Linked DNA regions of Mus musculus: region 2 is linked to region 1. The links are chromatin contacts, called in public HiChIP or PLAC-seq maps. All regions are on one chromosome and are shown on one strand. The core of a region is the stretch at or near the end of the contact, and the rest is flanking DNA. Distances in the headings are between cores, read along the strand shown. Region 1 overlaps Ncald (neurocalcin delta). Region 2 has its middle 10 kb from the start of Gm24833.

What was found. HiChIP or PLAC-seq counts read pairs in DNA pulled down with a chosen protein or histone mark.
Region 2: a contact with region 1 is called in an H3K27ac HiChIP or PLAC-seq map of T-cell acute lymphoblastic leukemia, with 2.1 times the contacts expected there. The contact joins two enhancer-like sites. A contact is called at or near these places in 1 of 39 promoter capture datasets (embryonic stem cells), 3 of 484 Hi-C or Micro-C datasets (embryonic stem cells and myocytes), 1 of 115 datasets of contacts at active chromatin or transcription factors (T-cell acute lymphoblastic leukemia) and 1 of 9 other capture datasets (embryonic stem cells).

The regions. Positions count from the first base shown.
Region 1 is chr15:37,367,667-37,372,690 of GRCm38.p6, forward strand. Ncald (neurocalcin delta) reads right to left here. Exons shown (of 4, transcript NM_001170868.1): 3 at 4,450-4,555; 4 at 1-1,259. The coding sequence ends at 1,162. Among named protein-coding and RNA genes, the nearest start is that of 4930447A16Rik, 55 kb to the right of the region's middle. Within about 2 kb of position 2,690, at least 8 of the 459 cell types and tissues checked have an H3K27ac peak or open chromatin away from gene starts, as enhancers often do. A contact at or near this core is called in T-cell acute lymphoblastic leukemia, where this site is marked.
Region 2 is chr15:37,591,041-37,596,064 of GRCm38.p6, forward strand. It overlaps a transcript of Ncald not described here. Among named protein-coding and RNA genes, the nearest start is that of Gm24833, 10 kb to the right of the region's middle. Within about 2 kb of position 2,836, at least 8 of the 459 cell types and tissues checked have an H3K27ac peak or open chromatin away from gene starts, as enhancers often do. A contact at or near this core is called in T-cell acute lymphoblastic leukemia, where this site is marked.

The DNA of each region.
Region 1 (5,024 bases), core at 1,440-3,939:
GTAGGACATTCATCTGCTGAGACAAGCGTTGCACCTGCGCTTGCTGCCAGTACGCTGCTGGGCCTTGGTCCCTTGTCCTTGTGGAGCTCACCGTGCTGCTCTGGTGGACAGGATGCCTGGACAGTTGGCTTCCTCGTGTCCTCCAGCCACCTTGACTCTAGGAAGCCATTTGAAATCAAAGCTGGGCCCCTGTCACCATTCTGTGATTTTATGGAGTATATAAAATATACTTGCTAACTGGTACATTTGTGCAAAGACAGCTATGACTTTAAAACAAGACATCGACATTCATTGTAGTTGGCTTCACAATAAGCTACTAAAACAGTCTTCTGTAGTAAGATTGTATTAGCGCTCGCTAAACATGCATTTTACAAGGCAAAACACTTAATTTGGTCTGCAATATCCAATGTTTTATATACAGCAGTCTTTTATAAATCACCAGTAGGCAGCAAGATGGGTCTGGCATTTGAATATGTGTTTGATTTTTTTTTTTTTTAAAGAAACTTGTATTAGCTCAACTATGTAAACCTGTGGGAGAAAAACAAAACAAAACAAAACAAAACAAACAGCTGAGCCATCTTTTCCCATCTCTGTTAATTTACCTTGAAAAGTTCACAGCTTAGAAATTACAGCCTGCTGGGGTGAGAGGGAGTGGCCTCTGGGGGGAAATGTCCCAGCTGCCTTTAATAGCCTCTCCCCAGAGGGTAACCTGTTCTTTAAAAACTTAGCCTCAGGTGTCTGCTCTAGCTCCCAGGGCATGTGTGACAACAGACCCAGGGTAGGAGTTTTGTATTTCAAACAAAGCCCCTGGAAGCTTGCAGAAGAAGCCCCGGGCTGAATGTACTTCCCTTGTCTTGCCCCTCAGGGCTTAGGTTTTAAGATAGAGACATTAGAATCAAAGGGGAAAAAAAAGATGATTAAAAAAGCCATCCACTGGGGAACACCACGAAGTCTGTGCATGCTCTCCACAAGCACGTGGGCTCTGGGCATTCACATCCACCATGAAAGAAGCAAGGGGCAAAAGTGTCACAGGAGGGCACATCTGACTGAAGAGGGCACAGTGTCACCATCAATATTGTTTGGCAAAAACAAAAACCGAAGTAAGTTTAAAAGCTAATCAGGAGGGACACAAGCAGCTGTAGCGTCCTGGGGGTGCAGGGCTCAGAACTGGCCGGCACTGCTGGGGTCACACTGCAGGAGACGCACAATGGATGGGTCGCTTTTGGCCCCTCGGATGAATTCTTCCAGGGAGAGCTTTCCTAGGAAACAAGAGGGTGAATGAGTGCCGGCCAGTGTTGGGAGCAACAGAAGCCTGTGGCTTCCTCAGTAGAGGCTGGGTAGACCATGAGGCAGGATCCCCACTTCTCTCTTAACTCAGACATCCCCCACCTGACTCAGTGCACAGGGCCGTTCAACACCACTTCCAAGACAAGATCCCAGGCTTGGGGAGGGTACTGGCTCACCCTGGCCTAAATCTCTGCCCTAGTAGCCTTTCTGCCTCTACCCACCCTGGGAAAAGAGCAGCCCCAGCTCATCTGAGTGTGCCAGGCTCTTGAGCCACTCCACACTGGTGTACTCAGGTTCACAGATAACCTGCTCCTTAGGTGGGCAGAGCAAAACTGTAGGCTCTTTTTTTTTTTTAAACCACTTTTTGAAGATAGTAGCATCTTCATCCAAAGCCAGGAGAATAAAGGAGTGTGAGCTAGACAGAGGGTGACCCACTGGTCCCTCAACCCAGGTGGCTTGAGAAAGAAGTCAGGGATTTGTTCTCTCACTGCACCACCTCCCTCCTTCCTTCCCTCCCTCCCTTTCCTTCCTTCCTTCTTTTTTATTTATTTTTTGACACGGAGCCTCACTATGTAGTCAAAGCTTCCTCATGACTCCAGATCTATTACTTTGCCCCCCCCCCCATCCTTCTGCCTAACTGTTTTCCAGTAAAGGTCCTCTGTCACTGTCATTGTGGAGATATGGGTGATGGTGGCTTTCCCCATTCCTGTACTTCCACAGTGACTCGTTAAAGTGATCCATACAATGATAAATTGGACTAGAACAGCTGGGTCCCTTTACCTAGCTCTGTCCTCTTTCCTTTCCTGGAGACTTAGCCCTGTTTGTTCTTCCAAGGACAGGCACCCGGCTGTCAGGCTCCGTGAGGCCTGTGCACTTCAGTACCACCTTAGCTGCTCTTCCAAGCTACCTCCACTGGCACTTCAGGATGAGAATGGGGGTTTGGGGGCCAAAGCTCCACTTAAACACATCAAAGTTGCAGGCACAGGCACTGGAAACCACAAGCCATGGAGCACTTAGAGCTCAACATGTACTCTCTGCCTCTTACACAGACTCCATAGTGACTTGCCTTATGTAGGGACAGACTTTTCATGGCAGAGACTAGCAGTGAAACACAAAGACTGTTGACTAACAAGACTGATGGGAGCAGGCTTTACACGAAGCCAGGTCTGCTTCTGGTGGGAAGGGACTGGGGCCTCAGAGTTGAGGCCCTGAAGCCAAGCCCTGAGCCAAAGCAGAGAGTCTCCTGGGTGTTCAACAGTCTGTCCCCCTCCTTCCCTGGCTGCTTCCATCCCCATAGCTTCCTTTATTTAAACAAATCTTGCTTTAGCAAAGCCCAGGACAGTGGTAGTCAGCTGTCCATTGGGAATGGGAACCCAGCCAGGGCCCTTCCATCTGTAGAAACATCTCCAGTGGAAAAGCCCTGGCACTGCCTGTGAGCCACACATCTGAAGGTGTCTTGTCTCTCATCCTTCAGTACTCCTCTAAGGAGGAGATTGGGTCTTAAAGCCATTATGTTCCCTAGACTATCAAAACCTGAGCTTCAACATCAGCAAGTCCATTAACTGTTAAAACAATCCCATGTTTGTTTAAACTTTGCAAAACAAACTGCTGAGAATCAAGGCTCCAGAGGGGAAACAGGATGTCAGAGGATGCCATGCAAGTTCATAGAGGAAACACAGCCAACAGATTGGCTTGCACCACACAAACCGAGATTCTCAGGGACCTGGCACCCCACGTGTGCATGCAGAAAGAGGCTTGCTCTATGCAGAGTCTTCTATAATGCATATCACAAGGGAGTGGTCCATTTTTACACCGCTGACTAGACTTGCTAAATATCAAGAGTGAAGATCTGGGGCTGGAGACATGACTCCATGGGTAAAAGTATGTGCTGCCTAAACCAGACCACCTGAATTTGATCCCTAGAATCTATATAAAGGAGAAGGGGGAAAATGGACTCCATTAAGTTGTCTTCTGACCTCCATGTATGCACCAGGTCATGTAATAATACATGTAACATTATGCACAGTAATAATAAAGAAAATAAAATTTACGTTTTAAAAGTGAGTTGGCAGGAGAAATGGCTTAGTGGTCAAGAGCACTTACTCATCGGGCAGAAGGCCAGTGTTTGATTCTCAGCACTCACATTGGGTAGATCATAACCACCTGGAGCCAGTTCAGGGAACTGTGACCTCTGTTGTGCATATATGTGGTTCGAATAAATTCACACAGGTATGCAAGGACATGCCCATAAATAGTAAATACGTGTTTGTTTAAAGAGCTGTGAAGCCTTGGACAGCATGGGTCAGCCTTGACTGAGCACTGAAGACTTGGGTACCATTTCTGGATAACATTTCAAGATTCGGCAAGAAAAATAAGGATGCTAAATTAACTTTGAATTTCAACTGAATAACAAGCAACTCCTTAGCATAAATATGTCCCAAATATTGCATGCAGACATAGATATGCCAAAAAGAAGCCATTATTTCTCAATTGCTTGGGCCTCCTGTATCCTACTTGGCAGCCTGACATGCAGAACTCCTATTTATTTACTTATTTCATAGATAAGGGTTCCTTATGTAGCCCAGGCTGCCCTCAAGCTTGTGGTTGTCCTGAGTCACCATACCAGACTTGTCTATTTTGTTTGAAGTACAACTTTCCTTTCCACTTGGCTTGCACATCTGCTAGTTACATTTTGCTTTGGGACAGCACCCTCTACTCAATAGTAACCTGCTGACCACTCACTCCAACCCTCTACTTGCTTCCCACTACTTGGGGGTTTCACTTGGACTCAGCATCTTGGAGCATGCTCATACGACCTCTCAAGCAGGTTGGGATGAAAGCTGTTGGGGTTGGTAAGAAGCATTGAGCCTTTTGACATACTCCAACTACACACTGGATCCAGCCTTCTGGGGAAGGCCTATCCTGACTCAATGGCTTCTTGGGTCCTTTTATTTCTGCTTCAGAGGAGCCATGCTATTCTGAGGAAGGAGTAGAGATAACATGGGAGGATAGAAGGGCCTAGAAAATAAGGCTTTCCCCTGAGACTGGGACCAGCTCCAGAGTCCACATGCTTCTGTTCCTTTGTGCCCAGGTGGCTCTCACAGATCACACCCATGGCTGACATCCAGCAGCCTGGCCCACACAAAGCCCTCAGCCTCTTACCATCTCTATTGGTATCCATCTGGCGGAAGATCTTTTCTGTCCTTTTCTCTGGGGTTGATTCATCTTCAGGCATTTTCATGACAGAGGAAACCATTTTGTAGATCGCCTAGGGACAGAAGCAAAGGGCAGTGATATGGAAACACAGTTCATCTCAACCGTAGCTCTTTCAAATGCTAGAGTAGAGGGAAGGTAGCTGTGCTCTGCTGGAGCTGGGCCTGTCTCAGGGCTTTTTGTATAGGACAGGATGTGGCAGTGGTAGCGGTTATTTTGTTACATCATACTATGCACCTTATGTTTCAACTCTTGTCTAAGGTATTGGACCTATTTAGAACATTTAAAAAGTACAAAGTTTAATTCTAGTTTTTATAAGCTGCTATTACAAACTATTTAGGATAATTATGTGATGCAAGTTAATAGTTAATCAGTCAAACTTATGGTCTTGTTAGATGTTAGTCTACTACAAAAATATGTTTCTAAAGTTGAACAGGTAGTAAATAGCTAGAAACAAGCAACATTTGCCTATTCAGATATACCATAGATAGATGGTCTTCAAAAACCTCAGAGACCTACAGAAT
Region 2 (5,024 bases), core at 1,586-4,085, 220 kb after region 1:
CCAATCCCCTAATTAATAAAGGAGCCAATCACTGGGCAAGTATGCGGGACTTCTGGGTTGGATGGAGGAAGAGAGGAAGTAGGACAGAGTTAGGACTTTTTGGAATGAGGACAGCATAAGACTAAGATGTAGCTGCTAGAGCTTCCCAGTATCATGGCGGATCCACAAGGATTCACCACCGGAGGATTCAGATGTTAATAAGGCTTACAAGATTAGGTTTTAGTTGTTGTGCCCAGAGTTTGAGTTACCATTGTCTCTCAACTAAGTTTATGTTGTGTTCACATGACAGCTCGTCTGGGTTCAAGAGAGAAAGCTACAGCGGCAAAGTGTGGGTTTGCCCGAGGTGCACCACAAAAAACGTGGGGGCATTTGAAGCCTGGGGTTGGCGTGGTAATGACCCACCAGTGGGAACCTATCGAGCTTTGTGGAGAGACTGTGGAGTTCTGAGTGAGAGTCTCTATGAGATAAAAACAGGTTGGCCATTGCCCTCCAGTGCATGGCAAGCCAGGCCACCAAGGCAGAGGAACAAGCATGGGAACGTGCCGGTTTTTTTTTTAATATTTCCCTCAACCAGATGGTTCATAAATTCTCATGCCTCATACCCCTTCTTTCCAAAGCCTATTTAATCAGTTCTTAACATTCTGTAAGTCACTGATATCCCTGCAATAGTTTCTGGTTTTAAAAACGAATTCTGGTTTTCTCCCCATACACATGTTGGCATAGTACATGTTTCTATGACTACAAAGGTGACTAAAGGGCAACTGAATGTGTTTGAAAGGCCTCGCAATGATGAATTAGTGTTGACCACTATTTACAAGCTCAAGCTAAGCTCCTTACATGAGTTGACCAACTCACTGTGTAGAAGCATCTTCAGTAGTGACTATTCTTAATTTTTTTGTTTGTTTGTTTTGTTTTTGTTTTTTTCGAAACAGGGTTTCTTTTTGTAGCCCTGGCTGTCCTGGAACTCACTCTGTAGACCATGCTGGCCTTGAACTCAGAAATCTGCCTGCCTCTGCCTCCCAAGTGCTGGGATTAAAGGCATGTGCCACCATAAATAAAAAGACTTAAAGAAGTTCATGTATTCAGACTGGTGTGGGGCAGTGAGCTGTGCACAGACAATCTGGTCCCTGGTCCAGTGCATGCTTTGAACCCCTGAGACCCGTGGGTGACTTATCACCTACACGAAATATCAGGTGTTTGGCCACGCCCCTTGGGCCCCGGCTCCTTTCACAGCTACAGTCTCCACAGCCTCCTGTAGAGAGGGGTGTGGCCATCAGTCACATAGGGCAACACCCCAAGTCCCTGGTATTCTGCCTGGACTCCACCCCCACAGTTACCTGGTAACAACCAGGTATGTTCCTCCCCACAGTTACTTGGCAACAGCCAGGTAGGCCAGCCCACTATAAAAGGGGCTGTTGGCCCCCTCCTCCTTCTCTTACTCTTTCACTCTTACTCTCTTACTCTTGACTCTCTCTCTCTTGCTTCCCCTCTCTCACATTCCCTCTCTCCTCTCCACATGGCCATGGCTGACCTCTATTTCTCTACTCTCTCCCTCTCTCTCTACAATAAACGCCTTGAAACCATGGACTGCCTCTTCTTGGACCCGAATGGAGCAGGTCTTCCTCTAAGAGCCACTCCTAACTTCCCACGGGAGAACTCTCTGCATTTCCAGACACAGCTTACCCCAAACCAAGCTAGCCACTGAGCAAGACAAGGACTCTCCCCTCGATGTAACCAGCCGGAACCCTCCTCCTGCCCTTTTCCTTCGCCCTGGGCCAGAGCCCACCCTCAGGCCCCCTACTCTGTTCTCAGCTCTTCTGCGAGATCCAGCAGCAGTAGCATCTGCAGTACCCAAGAGCGAGACCCTGCCGTCCCTGGCCTCTGTGCAGGCCCAGGGACCCCGAGCCAACTTCAGCAGTCCACAGGTACCTTAGACTGTGCTTCCTTACCCCCAGAGCAGGATCCCGCAGCTTCTCACAGCCCAACACCCGCCCCCTCCCCCGCCCCTGTGGTAGTATGGGGTAAGCCAGTCAAAGTTCCCACATCCCACCATGCCCAGAAGCCCGAGCCCTGAGCAGATGCGGGACACCACTCTTAACCTACAGACTGGCACTCAGCAAGTTGCAGAGCCAGAATTTGAATCCAAAGGCCAGGGACTGAGCAGCTGAGTCGCCTCCCTTGGGTCCATTAAAAACTCCAGGGTGTCCTGAGTCTCAGCATAAGTAAGTGGAAATGCCTCTTGTAGCCAAACTAGGTAGAAGCGACATTTCGATGGAGTGGTGGTGGGCCTCTTAGAGAGTGGGTAGAATTAAGGATAGAAACACCAGGTTCTGTATCACTCACTTTGCAAACTCTGAATTGCATTATTTATGTTTTTCTATACTGTGCAAGAAAACTAGGATGACTTCCTCCTGAGGCATGTGCTAAAACAGGTGCACAGAGAAGTGGCACCAAATAAATGGTTCCAAAGCTTTTCTTCACCTGATGGACCCAGACCTCTTTCTTTTGTTCCAAGGACTTCTGATTAGTAATTTCAGGGCTGAGCATTGTTCATTGTCCTCTCCTGCCACTCTCTGTGACCTAGACTTGCTATCCTTCAACATCGAATTCTCTCTTCACCATTTATGCCTTTATTCACTTTATTCACTAGCCACTTTGAAAACAATCTGAATATTTGACTATGCCAAGCCACAGGAGTGCACAGCCAATAATAAGAGTAAAATCCTGTTCTCATAAAACATAAAACCTAGATAGAGAAACGGAAGTATCACTATAACACATATATTAAGCTCTGAGATCAACTGCAGATTCCTATCTACATGTACACGTGTACATTGTTAGAGATGAGGATCTGAGATGGAATGTGATGCAGAAGAATCTACAGAAGATGAAGGGCTCTGAGGCAGCATGAGGGGGAGGTGGTTAGCCGAGAGTTAGAGGGTATCCACCTACCCAGTGGGAACCTCTCATACAGAGGTTCTCGTGCACATGTGGAACAGCCTATTCATTCCTTTTGAGACCAAACTACAACTTATGGGGGAGCATGATTTCAGAGGTTCAGTCAGTCCACTGTTGCTTAGCTCCGGATTCATGGGGAGAACATCACGTTGACAGGAATGACTGGTGGTAGAGGAGAACTTCACCTCATGGTGGATTGGATGTAGAGAAAGAGAGACAACGAAAGCAGGCAGAGGAAGAGGCTGTCAATGACCTGCTTCCTCGAGCGTGGTCCAGATCCTTTTTGTGCCACTGGTTGAGAACCAATTATTCATCATGAGCCATTCAAACTGTGACTGCCTGGGCTTGGTTGTCTAGAGAAGTTTAGAAGTGGATGACAGGAGCTGAGGCTGTCTGAGTGGGCAGGCTAGATTGAAGTTTGGACTGTGTTCTGAGTGCAGCCTATTCTTCCGTGACTTCCAGCAGAAAACATGTTAGAGAAGGCAGAGCTAAAAATAACAGGACAGCAATGGTTTCAAGCAGGATGTTCCTGTGTGTTTCATGCCTAAATAGCTGGTAGAACGCTCTGAGCTTGCTGCACTGGTAGTCAGTCTGGGCTGTGTTTTAGATGTTAAGCTGTTGGGATCTGTCTGGAAGGCAATCTTACAAAACCCTCTCAGAGTAACTCCTCCTCACTCAGAGAAATGAACTAATCCATGGACAAGCTCTCCCAGATCCTGAGCCTGAAACTAGGGCTTTCATTTTGTAGATGAGACTGAACCTTCAGAAGAGCCCTACAGCTAATTGGAATAAGTCCAATTTAGGCTTGTTAAACTCTCAAGCTAGGCCTTAACCATTGCCCTAGTTACTTAGCCATTGCGGTGATAAGACACTGTAGCCAAGGCAACTTTTAGAATAAAGAGTTTATTGGGGCTTATGGTTTCTTAGAATCCATGACAGCTGAAGGCTCACATCTTGATCTACAACCACATGGCAGAGAGAGGGTGGCACACTGGAATGACTCAAGTTTTTTGAAACCTCACAGCCTAGTGTCACAGCTCCTCCAACAAGACTATAACTCCCTAATCCTTCCCAAACAATTCAGCTGGGGAACAACTAGTCCAACACATTCTCATTCAAGCCACCATAGCCAGTAAGTTGTACTTAGCCCTAAATCTAGCAACGTAGAGGTCACAGAGATCCCTGTAGAACGAAGTTGGTGGAGTAATGGAGGGTGAAGCTCTGAAAGAAGTGAGGTCCAATGGAGGAAGTGGAGACCATGGGGCTGGCAAATTCTTTTGTCAGGAAAGGGACTGTGCAGGATGGAGACTTCACAAAGATGGAAAACAACATACAATGCATATAGATGAGAAGAATCGAGAGAAAGAGAGAAAATTGGCAAAGGAAGAATGACTGAGGGTCAAGTGGATGCGCCACATCCTAGACAAGAAAAGATTTGGGATGCTGGGTTCACACTCAAGGCAGAAGCTCCGATCCCAGGCTCTGTGTTAGATCTTCTTGGCGACCAAAGCAAAATGAAATGAAACAGTTTCTTTCCAAAACGAAGCATAATCAAAGCCCCCAAGGGTGAGGCCCGAGCATCAGTACGTTTGCTTGTTAATTTGCTACATCCCCAGGAGGTTTCCATGTACACCCGAGGTGGGATTTCATTAAAATCCTACAAGGATATAGTTGTGGGAGCTCAGATCAGCACACGGCCAATAAACCCAAGTCTCTTGCATACAGGTCTGCTGCTGTTTTGTTTCCCTTGGCTGTTACATTCAGTCTGAGAAACAGAGATGTAAATCTAAACATAGGCATTCCAAATTTGCCTCTTTATTCATTTACTCTCCTTGCCTTGAGTTGAGATAATTTTACATCTTATTTCATGACATTAGAAACGTCTTCCAAGTTCTGCTATCGATAGATACAATTAGCCCACTTTCTCACTTCTCCTAAACAACGAAACTGTTAATGAACCTAATCAAAGAAAACCTGATGTTCCTCTAGTGACAGCTCTCTAACAGTGTAGTACAGTGAGCACATCCTTACCCCCAGCTAAGAACTGTTTGATTTTGTACCTACAG